Linked DNA regions of Mus musculus: region 2 is linked to region 1. A link is a contact called in public Hi-C data. All regions are on one chromosome and are shown on one strand. The core of a region is the stretch at or near the end of the contact, and the rest is flanking DNA. Distances in the headings are between cores, read along the strand shown.

Region 1 (7,511 bases), core at 3,278-5,777:
ACAGCATCTGCCTCCCAAATCTTTATTTGGTAAATCAAATGCTTGGGATTTTTTTTTTTAATCAACATTGGGTCCATGGGCCATGTGGAGAGGATCTCTGCAAAGGTAGACACAGAGAAAGCTTGAGTAAAGAAATCCTGCTGCACTCGCTGTCTTCCGCAGGCTGCTCTCCATCTCACCTGCACCGGGCACTGTGTGGCACTCCCCTGTCAGTCATGGTTACCTTTTAAACTACACTTCCGGAAAAATCCAAGTATCCAGTCTCATCACTGACCCATAATGAACACTTGAGAGCGGTTCCTCTGACCTTGTTTCCATTTCCTTGTTTATACCTGAATGTGTGCTGGTTTGCTTCTTCAAAGTACCATAGCTCTTCTTCTTACAGTAGCTCAAATAGCCAATGAAAGCATACTTCATTCTAATAAGAAAATGGACGATAGACTAAAAATACTTCACCAAACTGTTTATCTAAATGTAAAACAAAACCTAAAAGTTCAACCTTACCCCTAAAGGCAAAGGTGTAGGTGAGCAGGCCTTGAGAGCTGGCCCCTCCCCTTACCCCTGCAGCATTGGGTGAGCTAACCTGGGGCAGTGCTGGAGAGCTCTCTCTGATGATGTGGGAGAGCTGGCGGGCTGACCAGCTCAGCTACCACCCAGGCGCAGATCCAAGGTTTTGAGGTGGCCCACCTAAATAAACATCTACCCCATCTATGTACTGCTGGAGTGAGTAAAAGGGCCAGTCCTACAGATCCAAAGCCAAAAGAACTCCATAACAGGGCAACAGCAGGATAACCAAGAGGAGTCCTGATGAGACTCCAGTATTGATAGTATAGCAGAAGCCTTGAACCAGACCAGAGACTCATTGCAATGAACATTTGCATGTAAAGATCTGTGAACAAAAGAATTTATACTGTGGGGCACACTGTGACACAATACAGCTTCCCTGACAAGATGGGTTTTGTTGTTGTTGTTGTTTGATTGGTCTCTTTCTTGTTTTTATTTTTGTTTTTTAATTTTCTTTGTGGGGAAGGCTGCAAGAGTGGAGAGTAGATACAAAGAGTCGGGGAAATGAGTGGTACTGGAATACATGATATAACACTCACAAAGAATCAATGAAAAGTTTTTTGAAAAGTTCAACCTGCCTAGTGATCATAAAAATGCAGTTTAAAATAGTAGTGATTTCATTTTCAATCCATAAATAAACTATGAAAGGGCAAAGAAGACTTGGGCGGTGGCACACACCTACACCCCCACACTTGGGAGGAGGAGGCAGGGAGGACCAGGAGTTGGAGAGCAGCCTCCCTGAGTGCATGGGGACTGAGGCCATCCTGAGCTACATGAAATCCTCTCCTGAGAAATGAACAAGGACCTGCAGCCACTTAGGAAGCATCTCCACGGGGTAAGATGGAAACCCCAGCACCCCCAGTCCCCGCCTCCTCTCTGACTTTGCTTAGCCCATCTGCTGCCAAACTGTGACTGTGTTCTCAAGATATCCAGAAAGGAAAACAGGCTCTGACCTGGGTCTTAGAAAAGTTGCCTCAGCTTCCCCCGACTCCCTGTAGCTGCCTTCTGCTCTTCCCTCTTCCATTGGTGCCTTTTCCTAAGTCTGTGACTCCGTTCAGTCAGCAATTGAAGTCATTCTTTCATTAATAATTTGTGAAGTGATTTAGAGCTTCCTGACAACAGTCTACCATTTGTTCTCATAAACCAGCAAGAAGAAGAGTAGGAGTTAAGGCTGCCAGTGACAGACTGTGTGCATTTGCTCTGTCCCTGGTCAAATATGGTGTGAGGTCTATTAAAAGGGCAATTCCCATACTGCCTGGACTTATGCAGCACTTTTATTCTCCGTGAACCTTCAGTAGCTAAGTTAGTGAAATGCCCCAAAGAGAAGAGTACTTGAGTAACTTACAGTGCATCACCTTGATGGAATGCCATGTGGCCATTAAGGATTGGAAGAAGTGGTTTACAGTGTCAAAGTGTTATAAATGAAAAATGAAAAGCACTGTGTCTGGCTGTGGTTGCAACAATGTAAAATGTCCATTTGTATTGAAAGGTTATAGAGGAAGCCTGAGAAATGAAAATAATTTAATGGAAGAGGAAAATACTAGCAATATAATAGTAAGCACTGAATACTCTCCGTATCTTAAACTTTCATAGACAGTGTGTTTTCCATTCTTAATGTACTGAACGTAAAGCAAGGCAAGGTGTGGTGGTAGAATTCCTGCCCAAAGATGTTCCCGAGGGCAGCTATGACTCTAACCGAGGAGGACCTGAAATGTATCCTTACTGTGCACTGGGTTAGACTCAGGGAGGGAGGGTCAGCTAGAGCCTGTTAGCTGTGGAGGTCACTGCAGGGCCTGGCCTGGCAGGAGTGACAGGGGTGGGAGTTGGTGCCATGCTGAAGGCTGAGGAGAAAGAGTATGCTAAGGAGGGACCAAGGAATCAGGGGACAAGGTAGATGCCCACTTGGAGTAGGTGACCAGGGCAATGGTAAAGTCCTTCTGAGACAGAGGGGCAGTTTTTCTTATCTCTGGCTCCACCTGGAATTAGTTGCTAGTTCCCTGATCTAAGTGACTGTATATTCAGGGTAGGGAAGAGAGTCCCCAGAAAGCAGAAAGACAGCAGCTTAAGATCTGTCCCTCAGGTCTGGCCTATCTCTACTAATCACAGCAGTGTGACCAAAACACCCACTCAAGCCTCCCCAGTGCAGTTTCAGTGCAAGTTTGCCAGATCCATGATGGGGTCACTGTTACTGCAGCCCCAGCAGTGGTCACTGTGTTTTAGAAAGCACCATATATGGTGAGCTGACTCTGATCTGAGTAAATCCCCTGACTCACTCCAGCCCTCACTGGCTCAGCTATCTCCCCAGCACTGCTGAAACCAGCAGCAGGGGAAGACTCCTCCAAGAGTGAAGCCACCAGTGGTGTGGTAAAGTCCCCAAGAATCCAGAGCATCAGACTTGGGTGTCTCAATTTTGACAAATGTGTTGGTCTCTGTAAGCAGCTCATGTTCATGATCAAGGCCTGTGCTCTGTTTTCTGTTCCTCATGACGGTGAAGCTGACCACGTTAAGGACAAGAATTAGGGCTAAATATTAGGATGCTTTGTAGCGCAGTGAGAGTGATACCTGGACTGAACAGAAACCACCCTAGGAGACTGCTGCACACCGAGGTTGCTGTTCACCTTCTCTAGTTGTTTAAACTTGCCACAGCCTTGGCCTTGGGTCTGTCCTCTGTCACACCACACACACTCTCTTGGCTTCTAAGTACCCTTCCTGGCCATCAGAAATTCTACCAAAGTACTCAGCCAGTACCACACATGGGCTGGGTACAGGAAAGTCTAAGTTGACTTTCATAATGGGATTTTTGAAAACTTGGAAGTACAAACTTATGTAGAAGCTAATGGACTTAGTGTCCCATTTAATTTGGGGAATCGCAGTAGTTTATTCCTAAACATTAGTAGGGGAGTAATAAAATATTTTACTCTATAGTAGGTTATGGCAGGAGCTACATTATTCTCATACTATACTAATATATTGAATTTGCCAACTATGATTAAGTGGGGTATGATACATGTGTGCGTTCATATCCTTATATGTTGGTACTGATGTACAAACTGTCATAATTGGCCACATCACTGGCATTGTCACCAGACCACCAGATTGCCACCCATCTTCTCAAATCTAGAAGTTAGTCTCCTATTTCTATATTCCCCTTTCTGTCATGCATGCATGTGTACGTGTGTGTGTGTACGTGTGTGTGTGTGTGTGTGTGTGTGTGTGTGTGTGTGTGTTTCTGCCATCAAAAATGAATATCCTCACAAATGCAGGTTAATCAGCATTCTAGTTTGTCCCTATCTGCTGTTTTCTGTTAGGACTTATGCTAGAGAACTTATATTTCATCTGCTTTGCAAAATAAATATTAACACAGAGTTATAGTTGTGCTGTTTTGACATAGTAACATCTCATTACTTTACTCTTACCCATAGAAAACCATGCCTGACAGTTACCTTGCACAGTCTCTGGAAAGGTATTTTCTTTCCTTTTTTGTTTTTTGTCTTTTTTTTTGTTTGTTTTTGTTTGTTTGTTTGTTTTCGAGACAGAGTTTCTCTGTATAGTCCTGGCTGTCCTGGAACTCACTTTGTAGACCAGGCCTGCCTTGAACTCAGAAATCCTCCTGTCTCTGCCTCCCAAGTGCTGGGATTAAAGGCGTGCGCCACCACCGCCCGGCTTATTTTCTTTCCTTTATAGGAAGGATTCTGTGCCCTTCACCCTCAGTGCTGATTCTAGGCTGCTTGATGACTTGTGGGGTATCCACCACTTAACTCAGACAGAGCATGGGAGAGATGGAAGCCTGCTTCCCACAAAGTGAGCCTGAACTCGGTATTAATGGGCAGGATAGCTAATGTGTTTACACTGTCCCCATGGAAGTTTTGGAGCACCTAAGAAGATGATTTATCCTCACATGTTGCAAGGTAGTCATTCTCGAGTCAGCCTAGTATGAAAGTCCTTGTCTGTTGCTATGAGGTAAATCACCCCCACATTGGAGATCCCCAGTGCTGACTTCACTGTGCTCAAGATCCTTTTCTCAGTTGTGTAGTGTGAAGACTTCTCTGAAGAGATGTAGAGTCCAGGAGTGTTGATGGCCGGGCTACAATCAATTACGTGCCACCGGTGAACACCTAGGACACATGGGAATTGGACAGGAAAACACATAACCTCTCCTCAATGAGCCCAGTGTGTCTCACCCCAGAGTGCTCTGAGTTGGTAGAACCTTCATTTGCTGGTCAGTGGTTTCAAGAGAGGAAAGGGCACAGTGCTTGTGATCCAGCTTGGGTGGTCTCACTGCAGCTTTCTGCCCACTGTATTAGTGAGAACAGTCCTTGTGACCACCATTTTCCAGAAGGCAGGACAGCAGCCTGGACCTCTCAAAGGAGTGGTGACAAAGACCAGCTTCGCGAAAGCCTTAAAGAGACAGACGGACTACCACTCTGGTAGCAAGTAGCAAAGCTTTACTGAATTCTTTAGCTTATAAACATGGGGTATGGCTTTGCAATTTTTGCTCAAAAAATAACATTTTTACTTAGTTGCACCTGGCACACAATATTATCATTTTTGGAGTCATTTTCTCATAACGAGAGCGAACTTCAGAAGAAGAAACTGTATATCAGCAGACCCAAGGACATCCTCCTCTCCGGGTAAATATTAACTCTTGACTAGGAACAAGGAAAAACTCTGGCCCACAGAAAGTCATGTTAGGACATCCCTCCCTTTCAGGAGGGATGGCCCCTGAAAACTTTCCCCCAGTTAACTGCTCTGACCCTTTCAGGCCAGAACCAAAGGAAAGCCATTGTTCTCCTCAGGGTTGTTGAGTAAGATGTATAAGAAGAAAGTGAGGTAACCTGGAAGATATTGTGGTCACCATATTCTAGTTTTCTGTAGGAGATAAACAGGGTGGATGCCCAAGCTCAGTTGCATCCAAATATGGCCACGGTTCAGTAGCTAAGCCTGTAGCTGTGTTCGAGGGGTAAAGGTCAGTGGAGACGGAACAGTAGACCTGCATGCTAGTTTCCAGTGCCAGCGTTACCTAAATTGAAATTTAACCTACAAAGTAGCTGCCACTTTGGGTCAGTCACCTGAGAAGTGAGATGTCTTTTTATCTGAATAAGTATGTTTCTGTGGTTAAAGGCTATACAGAAGGCCACCCTTTCAGCTGTTGGCAAGGGCTTAAAGGGTTGATAATGCACTTGGCACTCCTTACCCTTGGCTGGACTGAGCCAACATCAAAACAGCTGAAGATCAAAAATATCTGAAGAGAAATTGCACCAAGCATGCGCAGAGTTTCCCTGTTGTTCTCTGTAAACAGTACAGTTCCCCTGCTACCTACATAGCACTTGCAGTGGTTGGTAGGTAATATAAGCCATCCAGACTTGAAGTATGTGAGAAGCTATGCATAGGTTCTATGCAAATACCATACCATTCTATATAGGAGACATAGCTATTTGTGTGTTTGGGTATCTAGGGGCAGAGTCACAGAAGCTCTCCATCGACACCAAGGGACTGTACCTCAGTGAGATCAGTGTGGAATAATGGAGGCTACTTACCTGTTTATTTATAGAAGTCAGGATCTATAGCAACCTTCTGAAAAGCAGTTTCATGATAATGTATATCAAAATTGAAAATACACCTACTCTTTGACTAGAGTTAATTTACTTTGATTTCTTTTGAAACAGGGTTTTCTCATGTCACCCAGATTAGCCTTGAAGTCAACATCCTCCTGTGCCGGCTTCTAGAGTATTGACATTACAGGCATGTGTCACCACGCCTGCTTCCCACTAATCTTAACACAGACCTTCAAAGGTGTGCTTGCAAACATTGATTACAGTGATATATACAATACCAGAATGGCTTGACAATGGGAGACTGAATAAATCATAGGGTGTTTATAGTGTGGGATCCTAGCAGTCAGTAAGATGCTTTCTCTATACCAACAAATGGGAAAGACAAATACATTGAAACAGACACAGTGGTCTATAGACTGTTATCAAATTTTGTGCTTGTCAGAACATAAACAAAATACACAAAGGATACGTTTAATAATTATCCCTAAAAATGAGAACTGTTTACAATTTAAATATTTTACTATTATGTGTTTACATTACAATGTATAAAAAGCACTCATTTTCAAAGGATGGAAGACATCATTTATGAGGACCCTGGGTGCAGGAAGCAGCCTGTATAAATGGATCACTGCATGCCAACAGACAGAATCCACTGACCATGGAAAACAGACAGTAGTGACTTAATACAGAAGAGAAAAAAAATATAGCAAAGCCAACTGGCTTTGATTACTTTTTCAGCCTAGAAGATATTAGAAAAACATAAGCATTTTGGCAGGATGTTTTGTGAGCTCTTGGTTTTCCTACTTACCTAAGTGAAGTTGGAAAATCACTCTACTACGTTCTTACAGGCTTTCTAACCACTGCAGATTTAAACACAGATAACAAGAGTGCCTAGCCAAAGTAAAGAGACATGATGGCTGAGTTGATAATGGATTAGAGGGAGTTTTGATTTTTTTTTTTAACCTGAGTTATAGGAGACATAAAAAGGATGGGAATAGAAGGAAGTAGAGGACATGGGGATGGCGTGAGAGATGGTGCCATGGCTAAGGGTGTTTGTTGCTGAGGCTGATCAGTGATCCAAGTTCAAGCTCTGAGACCCACATGGTGGAAAGGGAGAACTGACTTCACATTGTCCTCTGACTTCCACGTGAGCACAGGCACGATGAATAAATAAATATGATTTAAGAATTTGTTATGAGTGTGGAAGAAGTAAAGTCATTCTTTCACATTTCTTTGAGAAGGATTCCTAACTCAGCATTGCATAGGAATCTGGAAACAAAAAGACCTCTGGCTCCTTTGTTTTATCAAAGAGAAATTTGGATCCAGTTTATGAACTCCACTTAAGAACAGCAAGTGTTCCCTGCAGTCTCCTTCCCACTTCCGGACACTGTA
Region 2 (6,635 bases), core at 1,912-4,411, 69 kb after region 1:
GTGAGGGGGCAGAGCTAGTTCTCCTCTGGGCCAGCTCTCAGTATTGCTCATAGGAAGGGGGAGGGACCCATGCCACCTCTTGACAGGTGAGTTGTAGAACCAGCTCTCCTACACTCTCTCCTAGGGTCAGTTCTCCTGTCTGCCTTCAGTAGTGAGGGGGTGGAAGGCATCTTCCCCCATCCAAGACCACTTCATAGCAGAGAAGTGATAGGGTCAGCTCTCCCTCACTGATACCCTCCAGCAATTAACCCACACCCCATCCGGGACAGCTCACTGGGACAAGCTCTTCCATCTGCCTCAGATGGTGAGGGGTGAGGGTTGGGGGGGGGTTCGCCTCTCATGTACTTAAACTTTAAATTTAAATCAAATTTCATCACAGGTACCCCAGTCATACTTTAGAAAAATGTATCTATAGTGTTTGTTGCTATTGCTGGTACTGGGCAGTCACTGTGGTCTTGGAATGTGTCCCCACCACTGAGTAGATAATCCACTCTTGATGGGCAGGCTCTGAAATAATTGCTGTATAGTGTGTCCATCTAGTCCTCAGAGATAGAAGAAGGAAATGGAGGTCTTGCTTCATAGGCAAGAACTCCAAGGCACAAGAGGTCATGCAGGGGCCCTAGATCTCACAGCAAAGAGAACGGGAATTGGAACCAGCTTTCTCTCAACTACAAAGTCAGGTGCTTCTCCATTCTCCCACAGCCTGGCAGCTCTCGGTCCTGTCCTTGGAAGTAACATCGAGCTGTCTCCCTCCCTCCCTCGTCTTGCCGCCCGTGCTTCTTGTCTGGCTTCCACGAGCTTCTGGATACATTGAATGAACTTGCTTTCTCCACTGAGCAGAAGAGTGATAACATGGGGCATCGGGCTGAACCTTTGTCTCTGACAAGCAGGAACTAGTTGACTACAAAGCCAAGGATCCAGCTTTCTCACTCTGTCAGTGGAACTCTTCTGGACAGCATCTTTCTGCACTGAGTAATCTCTGTGTGGATGGATAGGCAGTGTCTGCAGTGCCCACTGGTCATGCCTCGTCTATTCTGGGAGGTGTCAGGCATACCATCCAAGAACACAGAGTAGCTGCTCTGTCACAGATGGAAAAGCAGACTATTGTGGATGCTGTAGGAGATAGGTTTGGGCTGCATGTGAGGAAGGGTTTTATTTCAAGTTCAGAGCTAGTTTGGTTGCCACGGTGAACCCAGTGGTTGTATAATAGAAGTCTTCCCTCCCTCACCAAGACTCTGACCCATTGTTCCTTCTTTCCAGGCGGCTCCATAGCCCTGTACCCCTTCAGAAAATACCCCCCATACTTTGAGCTGGGGGGAGCACTAGTTAATCTTCAAGTAGTTCTGATGATGGTTCACTTTATTACTCTTTCTATTTTGTTTTAAGATATTTATTGCTCAGCTTTTTCACATTAAGACTGACACAAATATGAATATTTACAGGATGCAGTAAAATATTTTGAGCTATGTGTAATGATACAGTAATCAAGGTGCTTGGCATATCCGTCACCTCAGACATTCGTCATCTCTTTGTTTTGAGAACATTTAAAGTCCTCTTGTAGATAATGTAAAATATTCAAAACAGGGTCACTAGCCAGGGTCATCTGCTTTGCCACAGATCACTAGAGCCTGCTCCTTTCACCTTCCATAACTTTGTTGATCTTTCATCCCCACCCCAGCCTCTGGCAGCCCCCGCCCCTATTTTTTTTGTGAGACCAGCTTCTTTAGGCCCCACAAATAAGAGAGAGCACACACTGTGTCCCTTCTGTAATTGTCTTACTCCACTGAGCATAGCATCCTCGGGACCACCCATGCTGCTGCGATGACACCATCGCACCTTTTTAAAGACTGAGTAGTATTCCATTGAGTAAGTGTTCTTGATTTCTTCTTCCATTCACCCCCTGCCGGATGCTTGTGGTAATCTCATATCTTGGCTTTATGAATACTGTGCCAATAAGCATGGGGTCCAGGTCCTCTCAACACCTGTTAAAACCTCCTTTGGATGCATACCCTGAAGGGGATTGCTAAACCCTTTTAGGCATAAGCTTGACAGTCCTTTCACTGATCCAGACTTGACTGTTCTCAATCCCACGCAGCTTTCTCTTTGGTCTAAAGTTAGGAGTCTCGGAGGAGGAGGCACTAAAACAGAATCCCCCTCTGCTGGCTTGTCCCGCTGGCCTGCCTCCTCTCCCCATAGTTCACATGGGATTGCCCATCCTGGTTCTCAGTTTCTGCCTGAGCATCCGGACTTGGGTGGGAGGTGGAATTGGGTAAGCCTTGACGTTCAGAGTGGAGCAGGGAACAGGACCAAGGTGAAAGCAAGTCATGTGTTTTGTTTCCCCTAGTTGGACCCTGAAAGGGGGTGGGGGTGATGTCAGGCTGGTTGGGAGAAGCACAAGATGTTGTGGTATTGGCACAGCAGACCATCCTGAATCACTCAGGAGCAGACAAGGATGGTCACGTATGGCTGCCTGTGTCCAGTGTCTACAGGCAGAATGACCCAGATTTCTTTTTTGGTTTCTTCAGTGTCCAACTCTGTAACTAGACGAATAGCACCATGCCAGTGCACATGGTATCTCCCATGTGCTGACGAGGAGACCCTTAGATATCCCTGTCGCCTGCAGAGTGGCACAGCTGGCTTTACCGCCAAGTGGCTGCCAGCCCTCTTACTGCCAACTGGCCCACTGCTGGATGACAGATTCTCTGTGCTCCTTTCTGTCAAGCTCAGTGCCTGCAAGATGCTTTTTGTTGAATGACTGACTAACGAAGTCTATAAACGAATAGTCCCGGTTGAAAACACTGTAAGGTACTTATTAAAATCTCTGTTTTTTTTAAAAAAAAAAAAGGCAAAATGCCAAGTTCTAGCCAGCAACCACACATTGTACAATCAGCCAGTATTACAAGGCAATGGAAATTGGTTTTTTTTTTTTTTTCATTCTTTTCCACCTTGTCAGCAAAGGGATTTGACCTCCTTAACTGAACAATAGATAATCTTGTTTATTTTTCTCACAAGTAGAAACTGTGGAGTACATGAAAGTGAACTTTGATTTGCCTATGAAGCTCCAGATTATACAGCCGACTCGACTCATCCCAAACGCTGGGCCCTATGGGTTGGACAGAAAGCCATGGCAACCGCCTGCCGCCCAGACCCAGTACTGCACCAGTAGGGAAGACCTCTGTCAGTGCATTCCTTGTCTATGTGTCCTGGTCATCCGGGTCATCCCTGTGTCCTCTCTAAGTCAGACAAGCTTATTCTGTGTCTTGCTTAGTCATTTTAAAACTATATTGCTGCTTAGAGGAAGTTAGATGTGTTCGCTTTCTGTCACTATGAGAAATGCCTGAGAAATGAGGAAGTGTTTATTTGGGCCTGTAGTCTAGAGCCTTCAGTCCATGAGCAATTGACTCGTTAGTTTTGAGCCTGTGGAAGCATGTTAGAGTGGGAGCATATGATCAGAGAGACTTATTTACCCTATGCTGGGTTTGAAAAGAGAAAGAAGGAGCTGCGTGCCCCTTATCTGCCCTCTAGGAACCTGTCCCCAGTAAACTTAAGCACCCTGCTACAGCTTACATCTTAAAGGCCCCACTACCTCCCAGTAACCAGGGCCTTTGGTGAGATTCAGGATCCGAGTCATAGGAAGAGCTCAGAGGTGAAGGGGAGGAGGATGCTTGACAGAGCTCTTGAGTGTGGTGGGAAAGACTGTTCTGAAACCACACTCTCTATGCTTCATTTCTATCCTATTGAAATGAAATTCACATAACATGAAATTAGTCATTTTGAAAGTATACAGTTCAGTGCCATAGGGCAGTTCTCTAGTCTGGATGTCTGGATGTTTCAGACAGTGGGACCATGCAGTGTGTGGTATGCAGCTTCTACTACTTTGGTTTTGAAGTTCACCTAGTTTCCACTCATTGGAATTACATTCTCTGCCTATACTAAATCTGTTAATATCCATCCATTTGTTGGTAATGACTGAACATACAGCTTTTAGGAAAATCAATCTCTCTCTCTCTCTCTCTCTCTCTCTCTCTCTCTCTCTCTCTCTCTCTCTCTCTCCCTCTCTGTCCCCTACTGCCCCTCTTTATGGGGGTGGGGCAGGAATTGAACCTGTGGCCTCATACATCATTGGTAAACTCTACCACTGAACTATAGGCCCTGCCCTCTTTTTCCTTTTCGTTCTGACACAGGGGCTCATGCAGTTGCCAGGGCTGGCCTTGAACTTGCTCTGTAGTTCAGTCGCTCATTGACCTTGTGAACCTTTTGCCTTAGCCTCGCCAGCTACCTGAGGGTACAGACATGATCACAAGGCTCAGCAGCAAACTTTTGTCTGACTTTTAGTTTGAGCAGCCGCCGCTTTCCATTCTCTGGGACATAAACCTAGAAATCATTGGATTATGTAGCAACTCTACATTTAGTGGTTTGGAAACCCACTGCACCTTTTCATAGCAACACACACTATTTCATATCCCTGCCGTGTTGCCTGGCCCTAACTCCACTCCTATAACACTGTCCTGCTGTTCGAACTTGGACAAGTCCCTTCTGCCTTCTGAGCTCACAGCTGTATCTTGGGGACAGTCTGCCTAGTGAAGATGTCAGTCAGAGTGAACTTATGTGTCCAGTGAAAGACTGGGGAGCACTAGGGCTAAAAGGCTGCCGTGAAGGGTGTGATGCAGTAAAGAGCTCTGGTCCAAATCCAAAAGTACCCTCCCTTCAGGGAGTCCTAGTCCTTACATGTTTGGCAATTTGCCACAGCTCCATCAGCCCATGGTTTGCAAGGCAAACCAATCTCTGGGGCTAAACAGACCTAGTTCTTCTTATTACTGAAGTCAATTCATGACTTGGGCTAGGGTGGGGAAGTAAGAAAGGATAGAAGGAAAGCATTTTTCTTTCATCTAAAATGGACTGCTGATGCTAAAGAGGAAGGGACATGCTAGCCTTGCTTGAATATGAGCACCTTGGAGGTGACTCCTTCCTGCATCCCTTGCAGATGGGGGCTCTGTGCCTGGCTAAATACAGGCCCTGCAAGGAATAGCAGAGGGCCCTAGAAACTCCCACTTCCCAAATATGAGCTCAAGGTGGGAGGGGCAAAGACAGAAAAGTAAAATGGATAAGCCAGAGTAGGGAAGAAATGGGAAAATACCTGGGAAAAGAGAATAAGGAGACCCAGGCTCCACTCCCCTTGCTCACTTATGTAGCAGATGAGCAGCTCCGTTATTATATGGGTCCCAAACAACTGGAGCAGAGGCTGTCCCTAAAGCTGTTGCCTGTCTGTGGAATATGTTCCTCTAACTCAGCTGTCTTGTCTGGCCTCGGGGGAAGAAGTGGCACCTAACCCTGCAGAGACTTGATATGGCAGGGTCGAGGCAGGGGGGATGCCCAGGGGGACTTCCACTCAGTCAGAGGCTCAGTGGGTGTCAGAGGAGAAGAGACACTCAGGATGAAGGGACAGCAATCGGGATGTAAACTGAATAAATTAAATTGAGGGGGGAGAAATAGTGAATAAATAAGGGGCCTAGAGCCAAGACAGACACTTGTCTTTTTCTGCCTCCATCCAAGTCTGACTTAAAATCAGAAGGTGGGAGGCAAGGAGAGAGCACCCCTGTGAGAACAAACCAAAAACATCAAGAAGACCCAGAAAGCAGAGGCTCTGGACTCTGGTGAACACATGGGGGACTATAAACTCTTCTTGTGAGGGGGTTCCCAGAGGCCTAGCCCATCTGAAACCCACTTGCCCAAGGTTCTGGCATGGCAGAAGGCCTAGCCCTTCCTTGCCTAATTGGAGATGTTGTGGCCTCTCCTAGTCAGGATTGACAGGTAGCAGGAAGAGGGAGTGACACTGGGTCTGACTTGAGCATCTGAAACCTCAAAGCCCATCCCCAGTGGCGCACTTCCTCCAACAAGGGCACACCTCTAATAGTGCCACTCCCTATGAGCCTGTGGGGGCCATTTTCTGTCAGACCACCTCACAGCATGATGGGACCAGCTTCTCCAGTATTCAAGCTACTATGTCTTTAACCTTCACCTTCTCACACACTGGAAAAAGGTGGTCCTTAGTGGCCAGTGATATTTCTGTGGCCATACATGACTGATGCTTGGATCCTGTCCCACTCTTAGCGGGTCTGCTCTTAGCAGCTGCTACCATACCATTATGACGTAGCAACCGCTGTTTAAGAGTAATCCCTACTGCTGTCAGCCAATGTGCAGACATGGTTTCCACTCACCTACTTGCATTTCCTCCTTCCTCAACAGGACACACAGGACCAGCCACTGCTACCGCATTACCTACCGCCACATGGAACGGACACTGTCCCAGAGAGAAGTCGGCAATGTCCACCAGGCTGTGCAGGAGGCCGCCGTGCAGCTGCTGGGTGTGGAGGGCCGTTTCTGATGCAGTGGCAGTCCACAGGCCACAGCCCTCATAGAGCTCCAGGGAGCACCAGGAAGGGGGAAACACATTGTTTGTGAACTGGAGTGTCTGCCCTCACTTGACAGATGGGTCTACTTTAGGACGTCACGAAATAAAGGATCACTTTTCAGAAGCATTGACATAGCATTTGTCTTTTATTTGGGGGAAGGAGAAAGCAGACACTGATATAAGAGTTCCCTGCTATTCGTTTAGAAAGGCTTGGCCCATTGGC

The links. A called contact is a pair of places that touch in the nucleus more often than the background predicts.
Region 2: a Hi-C map of liver shows a contact between it and region 1, with 1.8 times the contacts expected there. The contact joins two enhancer-like sites. A contact is called at or near these places in 4 of 484 Hi-C or Micro-C datasets (bone marrow-derived dendritic cells, liver, macrophages and 1 more), 2 of 115 datasets of contacts at active chromatin or transcription factors (Th17 cells and kidney) and 1 of 9 other capture datasets (pancreatic islet).

The regions. Positions count from the first base shown.
Region 1 is chr13:36,461,059-36,468,569 of GRCm38.p6, forward strand. The region is part of intron 6 of Fars2 (phenylalanine-tRNA synthetase 2 (mitochondrial)); the gene reads left to right. Among named protein-coding and RNA genes, the nearest start is that of Gm46409, 150 kb to the right of the region's middle. Within about 2 kb of position 4,528, at least 11 of the 459 cell types and tissues checked have an H3K27ac peak or open chromatin away from gene starts, as enhancers often do. A contact at or near this core is called in Th17 cells and liver, where this site is marked.
Region 2 is chr13:36,531,055-36,537,689 of GRCm38.p6, forward strand. It overlaps Fars2 (phenylalanine-tRNA synthetase 2 (mitochondrial)), which reads left to right. Exons shown (of 7, transcript NM_024274.3): 7 at 6,247-6,541. The coding sequence ends at 6,385. Among named protein-coding and RNA genes, the nearest start is that of Gm46409, 79 kb to the right of the region's middle. Within about 2 kb of position 3,162, at least 56 of the 459 cell types and tissues checked have an H3K27ac peak or open chromatin away from gene starts, as enhancers often do. A contact at or near this core is called in Th17 cells and liver, where this site is marked.